2 separate regions of the Zea mays genome follow, and region 2 is linked to region 1. The links are chromatin contacts, called in public Hi-C maps. All regions are on one chromosome and are shown on one strand. The core of a region is the stretch at or near the end of the contact, and the rest is flanking DNA. Distances in the headings are between cores, read along the strand shown. Region 1 holds the start of LOC100272235 (Ras-related protein RABA4a). Region 2 holds the start of LOC100304262 (putative RING zinc finger domain superfamily protein).

Evidence for each region. A called contact is a pair of places that touch in the nucleus more often than the background predicts.
Region 2: a Hi-C map of ear shows a contact between it and region 1, with 4 times the contacts expected there. The contact joins the promoter of LOC100304262 here to the promoter of LOC100272235 in region 1. A contact is called at or near these places in 9 of 25 Hi-C or Micro-C datasets (bundle sheath, ear, endosperm and 3 more).

Annotation. Positions count from the first base shown.
Region 1 is chr9:156,001,083-156,004,933 of Zm-B73-REFERENCE-NAM-5.0, forward strand. LOC100272235 (Ras-related protein RABA4a) reads left to right here and starts at 1,727. Exons shown (of 2, transcript NM_001159426.1): 1 at 1,727-2,024; 2 at 3,412-3,851. The coding sequence starts at 1,810. The coding sequence ends at 3,850. LOC100280724 (protein binding protein) reads left to right here. Exons shown (of 5, transcript NM_001153644.2): 5 at 1-130. It overlaps TRNAY-GUA (transfer RNA tyrosine (anticodon GUA)), which reads right to left and starts at 384; the gene lies at 298-384.
Region 2 is chr9:156,182,775-156,186,790 of Zm-B73-REFERENCE-NAM-5.0, forward strand. It overlaps LOC100304262 (putative RING zinc finger domain superfamily protein), which reads left to right and starts at 2,524. Exons shown (of 1, transcript NM_001165705.1): 1 at 2,524-3,892. The coding sequence starts at 2,577. The coding sequence ends at 3,719.

The DNA of each region.
Region 1 (3,851 bases), core at 477-2,976:
GATGTTGTTAATGAGCTCGAGTTTGACGCATCTATTGCTAGTTAGCGGTGTGTCTAATTTATCTTTGTAGTACCACCGTCGACGGATTAGGTCTCCAATGCAAAAAAATGTTTAGCGTCTACCATTTGATTCGTTGATCTTGTTTTCTTTCTCTGGATGATGATGATGACGAAGCGTAAAGAATCTGAGACTACGAATTATGAGGTTCAGTTGAACTCGTGAAAGCGCAGCTACATCAACAAATTTCATAGCACCAGCCACCAGGCCAGTCCGGACAAAAAAAAACTTAAAAAAAATTCCGACCTGCCGGATTCGAACCAGCGACCTAAGGATTAATTCTGCAAATACTACAGTCCTCCGCTCTACCAACTGAGCTAAGGTCGGTTTGATGTTTGCACTAATAACGTAAAGTATTATAACATTTGTATCATTCATAACTACATAAGTTGTCCAATGGTAAGCCTGACAGATACATCATGGCATGGCACCCCCGCTTGCCACTACAGATTTGCTCTTTTGTTTTTGCCAAAGCTAACTGCGCATCGATTTACCCCTTTGAATCGGCTCCAAAGAAATAAAGGCGCAGTCGGGTCCAAAGAATCATTACGTTACGGCAGGTTAATACCATCAGCTTCAGTCTCTATTCCTGCACGACTGGCTGTGCTTTGCATTATTTGCTCTTACAAGTTGTTACTTTTTTCTCTTGCATCCACACATCACACGCATGAAAAAGTTTCTGTATGACTGCCTACACGACTACCTTCTAAAATTCCAAACTTAGGACATGTTTAGCACTACACTTTTAGCAAACAGTTTAGCTCCTTAAAGTGTGCTAAACCGCTAAAGATTACCATATAGGATCCAAACAGACCCTTAGCAAAGTTCTAACGGGTCTTAAACTTATTTGGTTCTTTCCTAATTAAATTTTAGCTAGCTAAAGATTAGCTAAAAATATTAGCTAGCTAAATTTTAGCAAGCAATATGTTGTTTGGTTTTCTAGATAATGAACTAGCTAATACGAATAAAATGACATAAATATCCTTTTGATTTTACGATACTATATCATGGATAGATGAAAGTTATAGATATACGAGTCAATCAGCTAATATTAGTTGTCATTAGCTGGGGCTGAGAAATGGATGGAATAATGAAATCTGAGTTCTAGCTAAAACTTATCTAGTCTATTAGAGCATCTACAAGAAACTCTTCATTTTTTTTCTCTCTATTTGACTATCTATTTACGTTTTTATAAATATTACACTCTATATATAGCATCTCAGTCCAACAGACTATCTATCTAGTTTGGCTAGTCAAATTTAGCTAGTGAGAGAGACAATTTACAGAGTCAGATAGCTTACGAGTCAGATAGCTAGTCTGTTGGAGATTTAATTTACTATTGAGTAGCTAAAATTTAGCTTGACGAGTTATTTAGCTAGTCTTTTGGAGATGCTCTTAGCCAGCTAAAGTTTATCTTGTCGATCTATTAGTTATCTTGTTTGATTATAAAGTAGCTAAAGTTTAACGGGGCCTTATCTATTATTGATCTAGAAGTCTTTAGAGAACTATTGGACTTGCTCTTAGAATTATTGGACTTGCTCTTAGAAGTATAAATTTGAACTTTTAGAAAACAAAATCTAAAAAGAAAACCAGCCGGTGTCGTCTCGTCTGCTTTCAAAAACCATACAACAACCAACGAAAAGCGCACGCGCACGCGCATCCCGGCAGTCAGTAGCGCAGCTGCCTCTCCTCTCTTTGCCCCCCGGAGCCGGAGCAAGAGCGCCGCCAACAGCTCGCTACCGGCGCCGTGTCATGGCGGGGGCTGGAGACAAGGTGGACTACGTCTTCAAGGTGGTGCTGATCGGCGACTCGGCGGTTGGCAAGTCGCAGATCCTCGCCCGCTTCGCCCGCAACGAGTTCAGCCTCGACTCCAAGGCCACCATCGGCGTCGAGTTCCAGACCCGCACCCTCGTCATCGACCACAGGAGCGTCAAGGCCCAGATCTGGGACACCGCCGGCCAGGAGAGGTACCAGCAAACAACGCACCCGTCCATCCGTCCGCCTCCCCGCTCTACTCCCGATCCTATCCGCTGCTTTACTCACTAGTCTCTTGCGCAAATCATGCTCCTCGATCCGTTCCTCTGGCGCATTAGATCTCTCTGGACTGTAGCGGTTGCTGAAACGCTGAGCGCAATGGTGGATCTCTACTTCTGAAGCATTTGCTTTTTTTTGCGCGTTCACACCTACCTTACCAGCAAAGGACAATGTGCTGTTAGGTGATTAGATCTGGCAGCTCTATGCTTATGGTGCAGTGCTATTACTGAAGTCTTTAACTGTTGAGGCACGACGAATTCAATCATTCATGTTGGCTTCTACTTGCTCTGTAGTTTTTGGAACCGTAATTTGAGGAAGTAAACGTGTGCTATAGGTAGTGGAGGTGGTGGTTCTGCATTGACAGAAGTTGCTTGAGCTTGACTGGGAGCTTGAGCAAATGGGACAATATTATTCGAATTCTGAATTGTTCACATTTACCTTGTACTTCGCTCTTCTGCTTTCCGATACCCGACGTCATCTAATGCACAATTGACACCACCTTTAAAGTTTTTGTGGTACACAAATCAACAGGCCTGATAGACGTACTATGAAATGCTCTGCAAGAATCTAAAACCTTTGATAAAAAAAATTTGTTTGTTCAGACCTCTTTGGTGGGAGGCCTACCATGCTGGTTTGAATCTGAGGTACATTGCTTGTGCACTAGGTCATGGTTCCTCGTTTGGTCACAAATCATCGTCAGCTGTCAACATGTCATTACTCCTTATTTTGAGCAAATATGCCTTAATAGCTTGAGCCCGCAAGGCATGTTCGTGCCCTGTTAGTAGAACTGGGAGAATTTCGTAGAAGTAGAATACAAGCATCAGTCTGTCATTATCTTCTTCAGGCAATTCTTTACTCATGACAAGAAAACTTACAATGTGCATGATTCTCACTCTCGAAGTACTCTTCATATTAGAATCATCATTTGCTTTAGACATGTTTAGGGGTGGTAATGTGTTCTAAATTTTACACTAAAATTTTTACACTATAAAATTTAAGGATCAGACCAGATTAGGATTGAGCTCTATTTCTATTTTTTTAACTAAAATTATTTAAGGGCTCAAATAAATTGTGCAGAAACATTTGAATCGTGATCTATTACCACCCCTAGACATGTTCATAGTGTTCGGGCATTCTGATTATCGGAGTGCTGACCCGTGGAAATTATTTTATATATTGGGTCCTGGTTCATATCCGTGGCCTTAAAGCATGGCATATTTAGCCATTTTTAGGTGCTGTGACTTTTTGCACCTGCTTTCCATCACTTTTTTCTTCATTGACTTCTCATGCTGAGTTGCTGGTTACACCCAACTACTGCAGGTACAGAGCTGTGACAAGTGCTTATTACAGAGGTGCACTGGGAGCTTTGCTGGTCTATGACATTACCAGACGCCAGAGCTTCGATCATATACCCCGCTGGCTAGATGAACTCCGAGCCCATGCTGACAAGAACATTGTGATAATGCTGGTTGGCAACAAGAGTGATCTCGAGGAGCAGCGAGCGGTGAGCACTGAAGATGCCAAGGAGTTTGCCGAGAAGGAGAACCTCTTCTTCCTGGAGACCTCTGCGCTCCAGGCAACAAACGTAGAGAGTGCTTTTCAAACTGTCTTGACAGAGATATTCAAGATCCACAGCAAGAAGAACATGGTGTCGGAGCCGAAGAGCAATGGAGCTGCCCCAGCAATGCCGGGGACAAAGGTCCTTGTCCCAGGTCCGGCGCAGGAAATCCCAAAGAGCAAGTGCTGCAGTTCCATGTGAT
Region 2 (4,016 bases), core at 1,274-3,773, 180 kb after region 1:
ATCCAATTACACTGTTTGTTTGGGATTATAATCTAGGTAGATTATATAATCCAATGTAAATAAGCTAGTGAGGAAACAAACAAGCAACTTATCTGATAAGATTATATAATCTAGCACTTGAGATTATGATAATCTATAAGCTCATCAAAAGTTGCTTATTTCAGCTTATTTTTTATGAAAGACCCACTACCCATGGCAAGTTGATTAAAATTACTTCCAATTGTCATCCACATGTCTATAAACGTTCTCACCCACCATACAAGTAAAGCAGCCAAGGGTATTGTTGTATTTGTATGCCTATGAATAATAAGTCAAGTCCAAATAATCTAAGCTAACAAACAGCAGCACCTAGCTTATTTAATCCAGAGCAAATAATCCAGATTATACAATCTAGATTATAATTTAGATTATATAATCTATAAGTGGAAACAAACAGGGCCTATTTAGTCACCCTACTAAAATTTTGTGACTAAATATTAGTCTCTAAAATTTTCATTTGAGGCTAGTTTGGGAAAAACATTTTTACAAGGGATTCTAATTTTTCCAATGAAAAATGAACTATTTTTTTTTGTAAAAAATGAAAATCACTTCGAAAATAGTGTTTCCAGACTAGTCTTTAGAAAACTTATTTTAGCTATACTGTTTGGTATTTTAGGGATTAAAAATGACTAAATGTAATCAATAAAGTTTAGGAGATGGGCGAGAAAGAAGAGTCGCCTATATATGATTAGCGCCAGGCACGCACGGAATGGGAATTCATATTGACTAGCACGCCACACGAAATGAGATCGGCAAGAGAGAGATATAACATAACATATTACCGATCGACGCGACGCCGAAGAGTTGAAGGATTCAAATCAGCAATGAGTACGTCGTCACACATAAAAATGACTAGCTAGACCTGCTGGCTTCCAGATTTCACACTGCAACGGACGGTTTCAGCGTTGCTCGGAGATCCTTTTGCTTGAAACACGATGCTCGCTTAACTTCTGCTCGAGTGAGGTTACAGATACAGGCAGAACAGACTCCTGCCTGACAATTTTGACACCGCGCAGCAGCAGCAATGCAAGGCGGCGGCAGGCTGGTCGGGAAGCGATCTGCTCAGAACTGTCCTCGGTTCGTTCGTCTTTTGAAGTGGCGGTGGAAACGAGTAGAAAACGGTTGCGTCGATTGTTGCACAGTCCTAGAGCATCTCCAACGGCTTCCGATATCTCTAATCCTAAAATATATTTTAGAAGAAATTAGAAAAATTAACTTTCAACAGTCTCAAATTCATGCTCTCCCGCGGCAATCGACGGATCATCTAAAATACTCCCTCCGTTTCGTTTTAGTTGTCGCTGGATAGTGTAAAATTGAACTATCCAGCGACAACTAAAAAGAAACGGAGGGAGTATATTTTAGGATTAGAGATATCGGAAGCATGAGCCGGATCATCTCTCCCAATATATTTTAGAAGAAATTAGAAAAATTAACTCTCAAATTCATGCTCTCCCAATATCATGCATAGCTGCGAAAACATGAGCCGGATCATCTCTCCCAATCCTCCTCATTTTGACCTCTCCCGCGGCAACATCTCAAATTCATGCGCCGTGTTCGCGTGTTTGTCTCTGTGTTCGCACGTCCGTGACGTGAGCTTGGCGGCCGCACAGCGTACATGTGGGATGCAACCTGCTCCAAACAGCAGGCTCGTTTGGATGACGCGTACGTGTAAGATGCAGTGTTTGCTAATCCCAATCCTTCTCTCGTGTTAGCAAATTACTCGAGGTGAAGAATGGTCCACCGAGACAAGCCACATGTTTTCTTGGCAAAATAATTGGAAACTGTTTGCTAGGTCCAAAAGCTTTTGGAGGAGATCCGAATCAAAATATATTTAGAGGTTAAATACTGGGTGTTCTTGGAGATGCTCGGTGATGAGGCTCGGCGTTTCTTTTTCTTTTCAGTTTGTTTTTAATTTATTTTCTATCCAAGAGGGGGGTGTGAGGGTGATCGATCTGCACAAGCAAACGCATTATCAAATCTCGACCAAACCACAGCCTCATTCGTTCACCTGCTCCAGCTGAGATCATGGCGCACTATAGTTTGTCACCGGCGAGCTCAGCTGACCCGTTAAACAAGAGAATGATTAAGCAGCTCCGACAAATTGCAGGCATGAATCTCGGGTGCAGACTGGACAGCCTTCATCCATCAGCACCAGGCCACCGCGGCACCGCCCACGTCCGCAGTTCTGCACGTTTGCACGCCTAATCCATGCCGCGTGCCTTTGTGTCCTGACTCCTGACCGGGCGCGGACTATGCCATGGCATGGCTGGGGCAGGCATGCGCGAGTCAGCGCATCGCCACGTGGCCGTGACCTGCTCCGTCGAGCGAGTCTCCCCCTCTGCCGCCCCCCGTCGTCGCACCGACAGCCACTGACCAGGCGGCCCCTCTGTCTCGCGTCGCGTGCGTTACATTGCGCGCCCGCGTAATTCCGGTTCCTTCAAAACACCTCTGACCTCTCTCTCTCTCTCTTCCCATTTCCCAATCTCCAGATACAAGGCCAGCAGATCTCTCTCCGGCGCCCGGAGGTGGCATTGGCAATGGCCCGATGGCGTGTCGCGCCACCACTCGCCGTCCTGCTCCTCGTGCTCCTGTCCACCGCGGCGCGACCGTCTGTGGCTCAGCCGAGCAACAACAACAGCACGAGCAGCCAACACCACTCCCGAACCACCGCCGGCGGCGGGTTCACCCCAACCACAGTGATCGTGCTGGTGGCACTCATCTCCGCCCTCGTCGTGCTCACCCTCTTCTCCATCTACATCAACCGCTGCGCGCCGACCCGCCCTGCTCCCCCGCGCCGGCCGTCCCGCTACGCCCCACCGGACCACCAGCACCAGGCCGGAGGGAGCGCCGCCCACCCGGACCCCCGCGGTGGCGGCGCGCGCGCCGGCCTCGACAAGGAGGTCGTCGAGTCGTTCCCCACCGCGGTGTACGGCGACGTGAAGGCGCGCGTGGCGGCCAGATCGGGGTCCGGGTCGGGCCCGCTCGAGTGCGCCGTGTGCCTCGCCGCGTTCGAGGACCAGGACGAGCTCCGGGTGCTCCCCGCCTGCTGCCACGTCTTCCACCCGGACTGCATCGACCCTTGGCTCGCCGGCGCCGTCACGTGCCCGCTCTGCCGCGCCGACCTCACGGCCGCCGCCGCGCCTTACTACCCTCCCGCGTCCTCTGACGGCTCCGGGTCCGGGTCCAACCTGGCGGCGCGCCCGCACGAAGCGGTGCGGGAGGAGACGGACGACGAGGAGGAGCGGGGCGAGGCGCGCCTCGTCGCCGCTTGCACGCCCGAGTCCGTCGTCGCCAGCCTCGGCGCAGCGCCCCCCTACCACGAGTTCCACTACCGGCGGACGCAGTCCGCCATGGACGTGCCCGACCGGCACACGCTGCGGCTGCCGGAGCACGTGATGAAGGAGCTCACCGCGGTGCGCGGGCACCGGCGGGCCGCGAGCCTCGCCGCATACCCCGGCGCCGCGGAGCGGACGCCCGGGTGGCTGGCGTCGATCTGGCGGTCCGTGTCGTGGCAGCGGCCGAGCCGGACGGATCCGGACGCCGTCGACGACAGCGGCGGCAGCAAGCGCGTCGTCCCGATCAACGGGGCACCGGCGGAAAGGCCCAGCGGCGGGTCAGGGGATGATGCTACGGACGACATGGAGAAGCCTGACCATGACGCCTTGTTAAACCAGGTCTGATCGATTTGCATTTACCTTCGCCATGCGAGGACGATGGTCATTGATCGGTGTCGTCTAAGTGCTGTGCTGCTTCCCTCCGGGAAAAATTTGCGATTCTAGTTTGGTTTCTAGCTAAACGTTTTAAACCTGAACTAAAAAATTATATAAAGGAGTATACCCGACGTTTTCGTCTTAGACATTAGAAATTATAGAACTGCATTTTTTTCAGACGGAGGGAAAAGTAACGTGGATGGTATGGTAGAAAGAATCAGCATGTCGGATGCTTTCCATCCCGGTACTAGTACATTGTTTTTTTAA